2 separate regions of the Mus musculus genome follow, and region 1 is linked to region 2. Evidence: chromatin contacts called from public Hi-C data. All regions are on one chromosome and are shown on one strand. The core of a region is the stretch at or near the end of the contact, and the rest is flanking DNA. Distances in the headings are between cores, read along the strand shown. Region 1 holds the start of Acss1 (acyl-CoA synthetase short-chain family member 1). Region 2 has its middle 7.2 kb from the start of Gm46770.

The links. Hi-C and Micro-C count contacts between places; a contact is called where the count stands out from the background.
Region 1: a contact with region 2 is called in a Hi-C map of pre-B cells, with 4 times the contacts expected there. The contact joins the promoter of Acss1 here to the enhancer-like site in region 2. A contact is called at or near these places in 4 of 39 promoter capture datasets (the C10 cell line, liver and pre-B cells) and 1 of 484 Hi-C or Micro-C datasets (pre-B cells).

Annotation. Positions count from the first base shown.
Region 1 is chr2:150,664,663-150,670,363 of GRCm38.p6, reverse strand. Acss1 (acyl-CoA synthetase short-chain family member 1) reads left to right here and starts at 2,124. Exons shown (of 14, transcript NM_080575.2): 1 at 2,124-2,479. The coding sequence starts at 2,167. E130215H24Rik (RIKEN cDNA E130215H24 gene) reads right to left here and starts at 2,870. Exons shown (of 2, transcript NR_040331.1): 1 at 2,407-2,870; 2 at 1,432-1,903.
Region 2 is chr2:148,566,371-148,572,321 of GRCm38.p6, reverse strand. No RefSeq gene overlaps it. Among named protein-coding and RNA genes, the nearest start is that of Gm46770, 7.2 kb to the right of the region's middle. Within about 2 kb of position 4,286, at least 65 of the 459 cell types and tissues checked have an H3K27ac peak or open chromatin away from gene starts, as enhancers often do. A contact at or near this core is called in pre-B cells, where this site is marked.

The DNA.
Region 1 (5,701 bases), core at 875-3,374, 2.1 Mb before region 2:
CTCAAAAAAACAAAAGCAAAACCTAACATTTGAATATGGGCTGAAACTGGAGGAAACGTTCTGGTTCCAGGTTCCAGCTTGAAAGACAAGGGGACCTGGAGGGGAAAGTGGAGGATTGAGAACTCCAGCACTTTGAAGACAAGGAGAGAGAAGACAACGCGTGCAGGGGATGAGGTGTAGGAACTGGCAAAGGGAAGGCCTCACATTTTAGGAGTAGTTTTTGTGCCAGCTAGCTACAGCTGAGTAATAAAGTTAAGATTATCTGAGACTTCTTCCAACCTCGCAAATCACTAGAAAGGCCTTTTGTGCTGAGGGTGAGGCTCCATACCTGGTATAGAGCAGCCAAGGTGGATGCACATCTGTCCAGAGCTGTTCCTGGTTGTGGGCTGGTGCAACTCAGTCTCTCTGTGGGTTCTTTGCCCCCAGAAGGCAGGACCAACTCCCTCACACCATGGCAGCTGGGAACCAACCAACCAAAAAAAAAAGAAGCAGCACACAGGGTTTCCTCAACACAGCCTTGGCATCTAGCCAGCCTGTCAAAGTATCACTTCTGCCATGTCCTCTGGAGTAAAGCTAGGAGGTCAGCTAGCCTGGATCTTCATCCTTTTAGAGGGTTATGCATGCTGACAGTAGAACTCAGGGCCTGTGCATGCTAGGCAGGTGTTTTGTCTCTGAGCCACACCCCCAACTCAGCTTCCACACCTCCAGCTCAGTCTCCTGGTCTTGGTGGAGCAGGAAATGCCGAGTACACACTGGAGGAGGAAGTGTTGGTGGGTATCTCTCAGACCACCTGGCAGAGTCTGCCCTTTCTCTTACCTATAGCTTTATGTGTTCAACTAAAATGTGCTCTTTTATAAGTCTCTTTTTATTAGCTTGAGTGCTTCCTTATTTATTCGAGCACTATGTAACCTTCTGTGTTCCATTGTTTTGTTTCTGGCCCTAGCCTAGCTTTTGGTTTGATTTGGTTTCTTAAGGTGGAGACTAGCAATGTTGTTCAGGCTACTCTCAAACTCATGGTCTCCAGGGTGTGATCTTTTTGCCTTGGACTCGTGAATAGCTGGGACCCCAGATGTGCACCACTGTGCCCACTTGCCTAACTTTTGAATTAAGGACAAGTGCTTGGCTGAGGGCAGGACATATGCCTGTGCTAGTTGTTGGCACCGCCTTCCTCCTCAGCAGCTTGCCCACAGTATCCCCTCCAAGGAAACTACCTATCTACAGCTGTCATTGCCAACAGGAAAAAGTCTTTGCCAGCCCGAAGAACTCCACAAACCAGTTTTCCAAAGTCTCCGACCTCTAGTGTTTATTTTTTTTATTATTTATTCACTTCTTAAGTATTTGGTAGAGACACATTTCTTTTTACTCTTGATTATTCAGTAACAAAAACTTGAACTTCATGACGGAGCTGATGGTCAACGAGGCCCAATGTGATATGGACATTGATTTATTCTTTCCCATAGCTTCCCACCACCTGGAATCAGCAAAGGGTCCCAAGGAAGTGGTACCTGCCCTGGCAGAGGTCAGCAGCTGGTAACCAAAATATTGTTACTGGACTCAGGCCTTCATAGCACCTCCTTTCCTGTTTGAAGGCCCCCAGGGTTGCTCATCAGCCCTTTAGCCCGCTGCGGGTGATTTATGTGTGTGTGGCATGGTTGTACAGGCCCACACCATTGGGAGAGGGCTTTACTCTCAGAAGGTCTCCTAAGGAGGAAAGCTTTGACTTCAATCTATGGTATGCTGAACCAACTGACGGTTCATCCACACCATCTGTGAGCTGCTTCGCTCTTATGACCACTTAGACGCGTTCCCAATCTTATCTCAGAGCGCTGCCTGTGTCCCAGGTCCGGAGGCTGGGCCAACCGTGTACTTGCAGCTTCTGTCGCCAGCCAGAAAGTTATTTGGTCTGTAAAAAGAGATCGCAGAAACCCAGGAAACTGAAGCCGAGAGCGCGGGCTAGCCCCGGACTGGGCGCACAACAAAACCTAGTTCTACCCACCTCCCGGAGTCCCTGTCCAGGAGGGAAGAGGTGGGAAGGGGCAGGCTCAAGGAAGCTGCTTCTCCGGGAGAGAAGTAGTGGGTGGTGGCCGCGGGGGCGGAGCCGGGGCGGGGCCGTGGAGACTCTTAGGGGCGCTCAGGCTACCGCACCCGCGTGGGGCGTCGGGCGAGATGGCGGCGCGCAGCCTCGGCAGCGGTGTGGGGCGACTGCTGCGTGGCCTGCAAGGGCGCTCTGGACAATCGGGGTGGTCACTGAGCGTGTCCCGCTCGACCGCCACCCGACTCCCGGGCTGCGTTCCTGCAGCAGCGCAACCAGGCTCGTACCCCGCGTTGAGCGCTCAGGCAGCCCAGGAGCCGGCCGCCTTCTGGGGGCCGCTGGCCCGTGACACACTAGTTTGGGACACTCCTTACCATACTGTCTGGGACTGTGACTTCAGGACGGGCAAGATCGGCTGGTTCCTGGGAGGCCAGTTGAATGTGTCTGGTGAGTGCCTTGCTGGGTCCAGCTCATTTTCGCCGAGACTCGGGAGGCTCCAGTCAGTAGCAGCTGCCCCCAGGCCTTGGCTCTTTTCTCCAGAATGCTTCACCACCCACCCTAATCCTTGGGTCACGTCACTTTGTTCTGTATTCCACCGGATCTAGAGACTGCAGCTGGCGAAGCAGCAGTTACCCTCCCAAGTCTGCAGCGCTGTCTCTAGCGGGAAACTGGGGATACCCGGTTTAACCTCAGAGTGTTCTACCCTAACACAGATTCTAGGGGGCTTTGTCTTCAGACACAAAGCTTAGGACCCCAGATAGGCCTAGATGGAGAGAGCCCATGCTCCAAGAGTCCAGGCTTTTCTGACTCAGGGCCCCCAGATCAGCAGGGTAAACGCAAAGTACATAGGTTGCTATCGGCAACTGCAGGTGCTAGGGCTCGAGGCTCCCCTGAGGACAAACCTTGCAGTGTAAACAGAGCTTGGTGGGTGCAGGAAGAAGAAAGTGTCAGCCCCTGGGAGGGAACTGCTTATCTCCTCCGGTTGGGGTATGTGGGCAGGAAGTTCTCGGTCTAAGAACTGCACCCCAAAAACAAACGTCTACAGTGTCAAAGGCAGGTGTAACTTCAGCTCTCCGGAGTCTGAGTCAAGAGGAGCTGAACTCAAAGCCAGCTTGGACTATGTACCAGCCTCCCCCTTGATCTCTAAACGAGACACATCAGTCACTCTAGCTGTCAGTTTTCTGATGAGCCCGGATTCTGCTGAGGGTGGAGGCAGGGAAACACACGGAGGAGCCGAGAACTGAAGGAGGGGTTGGACTGAGAGGGGCTGGACAGACAGGCTGTGTCTCTGGTGCACAGCAGAGGGTTGGGAACTTTTGCATTCCTGTGGGATGGGAGCGAGGGTTGGATGGGTCAGAGATGCGTAAGGGACGAACTGAAGGTCTTTAAGACGAGGTGGCAGGTGATGCTTTGTTTAAGGACCAAAGTTAGAGGTGGAATCTGGTGTCTGCAGTTTCACTACCTCTTCAGCTTTGGTGCGTCTCAATCGCCCCATTTGTAAAATGAGAAAGCAATACTCACCTCTTATGCTGTCTGTACCGCAGTGCTGGGGGTGGGGATACAGTAACCTGTCCAGGCTTACTGGTGATCAATAAGCTGTAGCAGTTCTGATTTAATATATTCAGAAATTATAGGGTCTGTTTTTATTTATTTATTTATTTATTTATTTATTTATTTATTTATTTATTATATGTAAGTACACTGTAGCTGTCTTCAGATACTCCAGAAGAGGGCATCAGATTTCATTACGGATGGTTGTGAGCCACCATGTGGTTGCTGGGATTTGAACTCGGGAACTTCGAAAGAGCAGTCAGCGCTCTTAACCACTGAGCCATCTTGCCAGCCCCCTGTTCTTTTTTTAAAGCACAAAACTTTAAAGAAACTTTGGACAAGTCATTTTTCCCCCGTATATTATATCACTTGACAAGTTTAATCTAAATGAGTCTTTTACTAGATAAGTGTTGCCTTTAGACTTGAGTCAGCAAATTCTTCAACTTGGGTTAAGAAGTTCTTGCGTTTGCAGAAAGTGTCCTTCAAGTGAGTATAGCAGTTTGCAGAAGGAAGGGGGCAGAAAGTGTGCGGCTTCTTTGGAAACCTCTCCTCCCTTAAGAGGTCAAGGCCGCTGGGACGACCAAGCTTGTAGCTGATAAGAAGTGGTATCAGCCTTATGGTGAGGCTTGGGTGTGGTCTTCTAGGAATTCTCTGGCCTCTATTCTTCTACTATTAGAGCTGTGTGAGCCAGACAGAGTTTGAACTTCGCCAAACTGACATGCAAGAAAGCAGCTTCTCCAAATGTCTGGCTTCCTATCTGTCAGCAGCATCTTTGCCCTTTGCCCGTTTCTGCAACCTCCAGGGGTTACAGTGTGAACAGGGAACAGACCGACTGCAGCTGCTCTGGGAGCCACTTAGAGAGTTGTTAAGTCATTGGGCTGTTTAGGCCTGATCTGTTTATGTGTGATAATGACAACTTGTTCCAAAAATTTGAGTGGCACTATTATCCTTCCAGTGATCTTCAGGCTAATGCTTTTCAAAGGTCCAGACCAATGCTGCTGGACCAGGAAGCTTTTAGAGATGCAAATTCGGGGGCCCACTCTAGACTCTTAGGTTTAGAAACCCCGTGGCTGGGTGTCTTCCAGCTGTGATTGACAGGCCCTGCAGGTGCTTGGCACAGCACACACAGCACAGTTTGGTGGTTTCAGCTGGGTCTTTTGGGCTACACTGAGGTCTTAATTCTTACTTCATTGCATTTCACATGTTTCCTTATATTTGACCTAAAGAGAGCAGTGTGTCCTGGAATATTATTGTAGTTACCATTGTTCCATACTCTAATTTAGCTGTACTGCTGGATAATGACCCTTTTATTATCCTGAGGTCTTAGGTCAGGACTCTCAGGGCCCACGGGGGTCTACTCTCTCCCCTTCCCTGATATCTCACCTCCTGGTTTGAGGCCTGAGTGGTGGGTGCTATGCTTAGAATATGGTTCATCCCCTAAGCTCCTCAGTAAAGTCCCCTTGTCAGCTATTATGAGGGAGGTAGCTAGGATTGGGAGAGGTTATCCGGGCTGAGATAAAAGGTTCTGATCTTGGTGTTTTATAAGAGGGAGTGGCCAGAAGAGATAATGGATGTCTCATTCCACGTGATGCTCTGCCTCATTTTAGGGCACACTCATCAAAGACAGCATTACCAGACACAAGCCTTTGAACTTCTAGATGCATGAGCTAAATAACTGTTTGTAAAAATAGCCATCCTCTGTTATTTCATCAAGGTTCCTGAGAATGGATTGTACAGTTGTGATAAGTGAAATTTCAGGCTGGGCTCAACTGAAACATGTCCTGCAAACCACACAAAGCATCTCATGGTATAATGGCTAGGTTCATGGAAGGTTCTGTGTCCTGAGGGTCAAGAGACTCAGGTAGGAATGAAGGCTCCTGCTGAGCAGGCTGTCTGGGGTGGGGAGGGTACTTGGTTGCCGTTGTTGCCCCATCAGATGATGTTCTCAGCACACGCAGCCGGGGCTCTTGCTAGGATTAGGTGAGATTAAAGCTCTTGACACTGTTCTTAGCACAGTGCAGCCCTAACCACTCATCGCTGTTAATTATTAATGAAGCATTTGGGGAAGCAGTGACCTTGGTTTGTCCTTCAGGAGGCTGCTGAGTATTGTGCCCATCT
Region 2 (5,951 bases), core at 3,037-5,536:
TTCCTAATGCTATAGCCTTTAATACATTTCCTTATGTTGTGGTGAATCCCCAGCCATAAAACTATTTTGCTGCTACTTCATAACTGTAATTTTGCTATTGTTATGGCTTGTGATATAAATATATGATATGCAGGATATCTGATATATGACTCTTGTAAAAAGGTCCTTTGACACCCCCCCCCCCCCACACACACACACATACACAAAGCGGTCATGACCCACAGTTTGCTTTAAAATTAGATTTACAGATGGTTGGGAGCTGACATGTGGTTGCTGGAAATCAAAGTTGGGTTCTCTGAAAGAGCAATCAGTTCTTTTAACCACTGAGCTATTTCTCTAGCCCAGTTTCTTAGGTTCTTATATGTGGCATGACGTCAATTGGAAAATATTTTTGCTTAGGTTGTTTGTATCTGTATTCATAGGCAGTGATTTGTTATTGTTTCTTCTCTCATTAACCATGTACAGTTGTTTTATAAAAACTTTTTGGGGTTTTTCTGTTATCTGAAGTATGCTGGCCAGTCTAGTGGCCAACTGCCATATGTGGGTGGCTATTAAGCTTGTCAAGTGCTATTAGTGAGTACTAAGGCATTGGAACACACTGGATTTTGAAGACTTTGTACAAAACATAAGAATATTAAAATATCTCAGCAATTTGTATCTAAGAATGGTAATATTTGGAGTATATAAAACCAGATAAGATTTATTATAATGTTAGAATCTAAATATATGCATGTATTGTCAACAGGAAGCAACTCTACTCTTCATAGTATGTCTTAATATTACTGCACTGGAAGTAGAAAAGGACCAGAGGGGAGAAGGAGTAAAGGCTAATGTGGAGAGGGCTGTTTCTTCGGGGAACTGGCCCACGCCTGCATACATGTTTGTATTTCAGGCCTGGTTATTAGGAAGATGAACATGGTGAGAGTTGTCTCCATACAAGTGGAAAGCCCCTCCAGGGCCTTCTCCTCAGGCTTCCAACCAGTGCTTGGAGGAGACCCAGACCACCAACTGTAAGAAAACAGGAGGAATCAGTACAGTGCCCAGCACAGGGCAGCTTACTCTCCAGGACAGGCTCGACATGGCACGCACACCAACTGGGTCTGTAGGACTCTTGCAGTGTGAAAGGAGAGCATGTGACTTCATGACCTTGCTAAGCCAATTAGTCATCTTACTCTGAGGAGAAGGATAAGCACGAGGGTGGAGAAAGCAAACAGAAGATTGTTCCAGCTGCTCCTAGAACAAACAGATCATTTTATTCGATATTTATGGGGAGCGATTAATTTCATCCCAGACAATCAAATAGCAAAGGATTTTCTATTTATCCTGACAGCAGGAATTCCAGGCTGATACCATCCTTTCATTACAAATGTCATCACTTTAGTTATCATGGAATTCCTAGGCAGATAAATAAATAAACAAAAAAAGAATGAAATGAGAATCTGGTTCCTGGGGTGGTCACAACTTTGATGTGTTTTGCACTTTTCTCTATGTGTAATGTCCAAGGTGATGGTCATTATCTACTATAAGCTTGGTCCTCTTTATAGCAATAACACTCATTATTTTCCCACTTCCAAGTCACTAGGACAAGAAGTTGGTATTTGGCTCTCACAGGTCATATGGTGGAAGCCTCGAGTTCCGGGGCTTGAGATCAGGGCTTATCTCAAAGTGTAGGCGTACAATTTACCAATCTATTGCGCTGATCTTTGATAATTGTGTGGTGGAGATCGTTTGCAGACCCTCAAAGAAACATAGAAGACTCCTTGTCCAAAATCCCAGTACAAGAGAATGAAAAAACACCAAAACCCTCCCAAGCATTAACTAAATCAAGACACCACAGCCCATTGAGGCACTTGCATATTATCTCAAAGAGAAAACTCACCTACAATGTGCATATCTTGGCATTAAGTTTGAGTCAGTGCATAACTTAACACGCAAATGGGTTCCAGGTTTGGATGGACGCCATGATTGTGGTTGGGAACAGAGAGCTGTGATGTCTGGGCAGGGGAGTACAGAAAGTGTCCTGATTCCCCTGGAAAGTGAAAGTTCCTACCTAAGCACAGCCTCTATGAGGCTACACCTACATGTGTACTGGCACTGAGGAAGGTGTGGAGCAGGGAGAGGGAAGAGGATTACCAAGAGAAAAAGCATGGGATGTGGGCTCCGGAAAGAACTTTGCAAAGAAGAGGGCTCTAAGAATATGAGAAGCAGCTCACTATGGGAAATGTGGAGGGACATCTCTCAAAATTGAGTCTGAAGCCTGGCTCAGGAAGAACTTTGGTGGCTCTATTGGGCAGGAGAGAGAATGCTTTGATAGTGGAAAGAGCAGGCTTTGGTTTGGATCAGAAGTCAGATCATAGGCATCCTTAGAGGCCAAGAAGAGTTTAGATCTTAATGTAAAGCCAACAGGAAAGACACATGCAGCAGTGTTGAGTGGATGGGGGCTTTGAGTAGAGGAATAACATACTAGAATGTGTGTAAAAGATCGTTGTGGATAATGGAGATCAGGGATAAACTGTAAGAAGGAAAATGAGACAGACAGACAGAAAGAATACTCTGGGTGGTTGTGGAAGTAGTCCTAGGGTTTGAGGAGGTCTGGGGCATGAAAAAAGCAGTATAGCCAAATTCCTTGCTCAGAGTTAGCTTTGCCTTATGCCTGGTTTAGAATGTGACTTCAAAGCCCCTGCTCATTCTAAGTTCTAAGGCTTAGACCCCCCTTTTCCTTTACTAGTCTAGAGCTTTGTCAATACTCACTGACAATTCTTCCCATTGGTCCAGTCCTTGACACTTATTGTGTCATTTAAAACTCATTGACGCTGGGCGTGGTGGCGCACGCCTTTAATCCCAGCACTCAGGAGGCAGAGGCAGGCAGATTTCTGAGTTTGAGGCCAGCTTGTTCTACGAAGTGAGTTCCAGGACAGCCAGGGCTATACAGAGAAACCCTGTCTCGAAAAACCAACCAAACAAACAAACAAAAAACACAAAAAAACCACACACACACACAAAAAGAACAAAACAACAACAACAACAAACCTCATTGACATGTTTTCTTATTTCAGACTGCTACAGCAAATGGCTATATACTGGGTGGCTTAAGAAATATGTACTTCTTACAGCCCAGGGCACTGAAAGATGAAGTTCACAATATTGGCTGATTCTCTAGTAATATATATTCCCTAGTGATATGTATTTATTTCCTTCTATGTCTTCAAGTGGCAGAAGGGTGAAGAGCTCTCTAGAATGCAGTGGCACTAATTCCTTTCATCAGGGACTCCTTCATGACCTAACCTTACCTGCTAATACTATCACAGCAGGGTTAATGTTTAAAATAAAAATCCTGACAGACCTATCCAGTCTACAACATTCCAATCCTGTACTCCACCCCATAATCATATTCTTCTTGCACAAAAATTACCCATTTTATTCCAAGAGCTCACAAAAATCTTAGCTCATTCTAGACTCTAAAGTATAAAATTCAAAGTTTTAATTTAAATATCATCTAAATAGGATATGAGTGAATCTCAAGGTTTTGATTTGTCTGGAGATAGAATTCTTCCTCATAGGTGAATGTATCAAACCAGACAATGTGGATGTTTTCAGATTAAGGTAATGTGGTGGGCACAGGGTATATTCTCACTTAGAAGAGAAGGTGGAGAGAAGACAGGAATGGTGAATGGAGACAAAGAGTGACACCTGCCAAGCATATTGGCAACACGCCTCCTGCATATTTAAGCCTGGAGAATAATCTTCTGTGGCTTACAGACCCACCGGAGCTGTGGTCACCTCTGCTGAGGAGAAGTGGAAAGCCAAGGACTTGGGAAAAGGTCATCTGGCCTGCTGAATGTGAACCAGTCGCCTCCCTTTTTTAAAGCCAAGGAGGTGACCCTGATGATCTCTGGATTTCCTGTGAGGTCAGTCTTTCCTTGTTTTGAAGAATAGGACACTTTCAGGGCCAATAGCTCCATGAACTTGTCCTATAAAATCCTAGACATCAGATAACTTTGCTTCATTCCTTCATATTCTTGTCCAAACTGGCAGTTTTTCCTGCTGGGGTAGCTGATTATGTCCGTGGTTCACACCCACACTAACCTTATCAAAGGGTCAGTTGGCCACTCTCTGTGTGTTCTCTTCCAGCAGCATTTCTCTTTTTTGGCCACATAAATAGCTTGAGACTTTTCAAAGATTGAATGTCTGGTTGCCTCTTTGCTTAATAAGTGTGTCCTGGAGTCACTTCTTCCTCTGGCTTTTGCTATAAGCAGCCAAGAGGAACTAAGACACTCTGTCAACACTGCTTAGAAATTTCATCACTAGCCTTTTCAAGCCCCACCTTCAATAGAACACAAGACCACAAGCATGACCCAGCCACATTCATTCCCACTTCATACAAACCATGCCTTTCCTCCAGTTTCCAAAACACATTCCTCATTTTCATTGGAGATCTCACCAGAATGACCTTGATCATCTGTCCTTTGCTTGCTTGCTTGCTTGCTTGCTTGCTTGCTTGCTTGCTTGCTTGCTTGCTATTTTCCTTTTTTGTTCATTTTTAGATAGAATCTCATTCTATGGTCTTTGTAGTCACTAACCTTGTGACTGGTTTGGGTTCCCAAATGCAGAGGCAGGAGAATTGGGAGCATGTCCTACCATCATTCCAGCTCCATCTGTCTTTCCACCAACATTCTGCTCACAGTTACATACATGATGTCTGAGAAGATGAAGCAGTTCTCTGTAGCTCTCTCATTGTTTAAAGAGATCTCACTAGAACTGATTTGAAACCTCACTTCACTATCCTAAACTTTGTCTTCTTCTACCATGCACCCAAAGCTCTTCCAATGTCTCATTACCCCCAGTTCCAAAGACATTTCCATATTTAGAGGTATTTCAGCAGCTCTCCCATTTATCAGAACTAACTCCTGGCATCGTCACTTAAATGGACACATCTTTTCTTCTCATGGTTCTAGAAATCAGAATGTTCAAAGTCAAGGTCCTGGCAAGAGCACTATGTGGCAATGCTTTCTTGTTCTTCAAATGTTAATCTCCTCATGGAGCCCTCACATTGAGAAGAAAAGAATAATTATTCTACCCTAGGAGGGTCTGCTTGGTTAATGTCCTAATGTCCATAAGGTGGATTCTTCATCAAGGGGAGACATCATGGACTTCAATGACATAACAAATACCCTAGAGTCATGTACCCTAGAGTCAGAGTAGACATATGCTGCTATCTATCTGTCAAAAGTATAGCCAAGAAAAAGAAGGTGACTGCAAGGCTCTTTGGTAGCTTGCCTAAGAATTTCAATCAGATTTTCTACTTTTCAGGGAAAATTCCATTATCATTGTGTTCTTTGGAAGCCTTGTGCCCTAGAAGGTAGCCAGTAACTCTAGAGCTGTTCCATCTGTGGTCAGGCCTCAAGCACCTTTTGGTGGCATGTAGAGAGTGGAACAAATAGGTATGAGAATCTTACCTGAGAGCTAATGTGTGTGCTAACCTCACTAGGGCCAACAGGAAAGTGAAACACCTTCTATGTCCCCTGCCTCCTTCATCAAATCACTGCCCATCAGACAGCATTTTTTTTTTGTTGCTTTGCATGAACGCATAAGTCTGCATAGACATGAGATCTTGAAGTTTATATTGTTTAGATACAAACTTAGCATATAACTCACTGATACCTCCACCCTGTCGCTGTAGATAAAGATAAAAGTGGAATAGAACATGAGACTCTCACATATAAAAATCTAGAGCAGTAGTAGTAGAAAACACTAAGTATCGGCTGTTTGTCAGGCAGTATACTCAAAATTATCACATATTTCCAATAAGTTCTTTTAATCACTTTTGGGGTGAATAATATTGTTACACAAAGCCATTTTTTTCTGTTCAATAAATGGAAGACTACAATGTGACAAATATCACTCTGGTGTTAAATAAGAGGACAGCGGGATGTCTGTCCCCATGCTAGTCT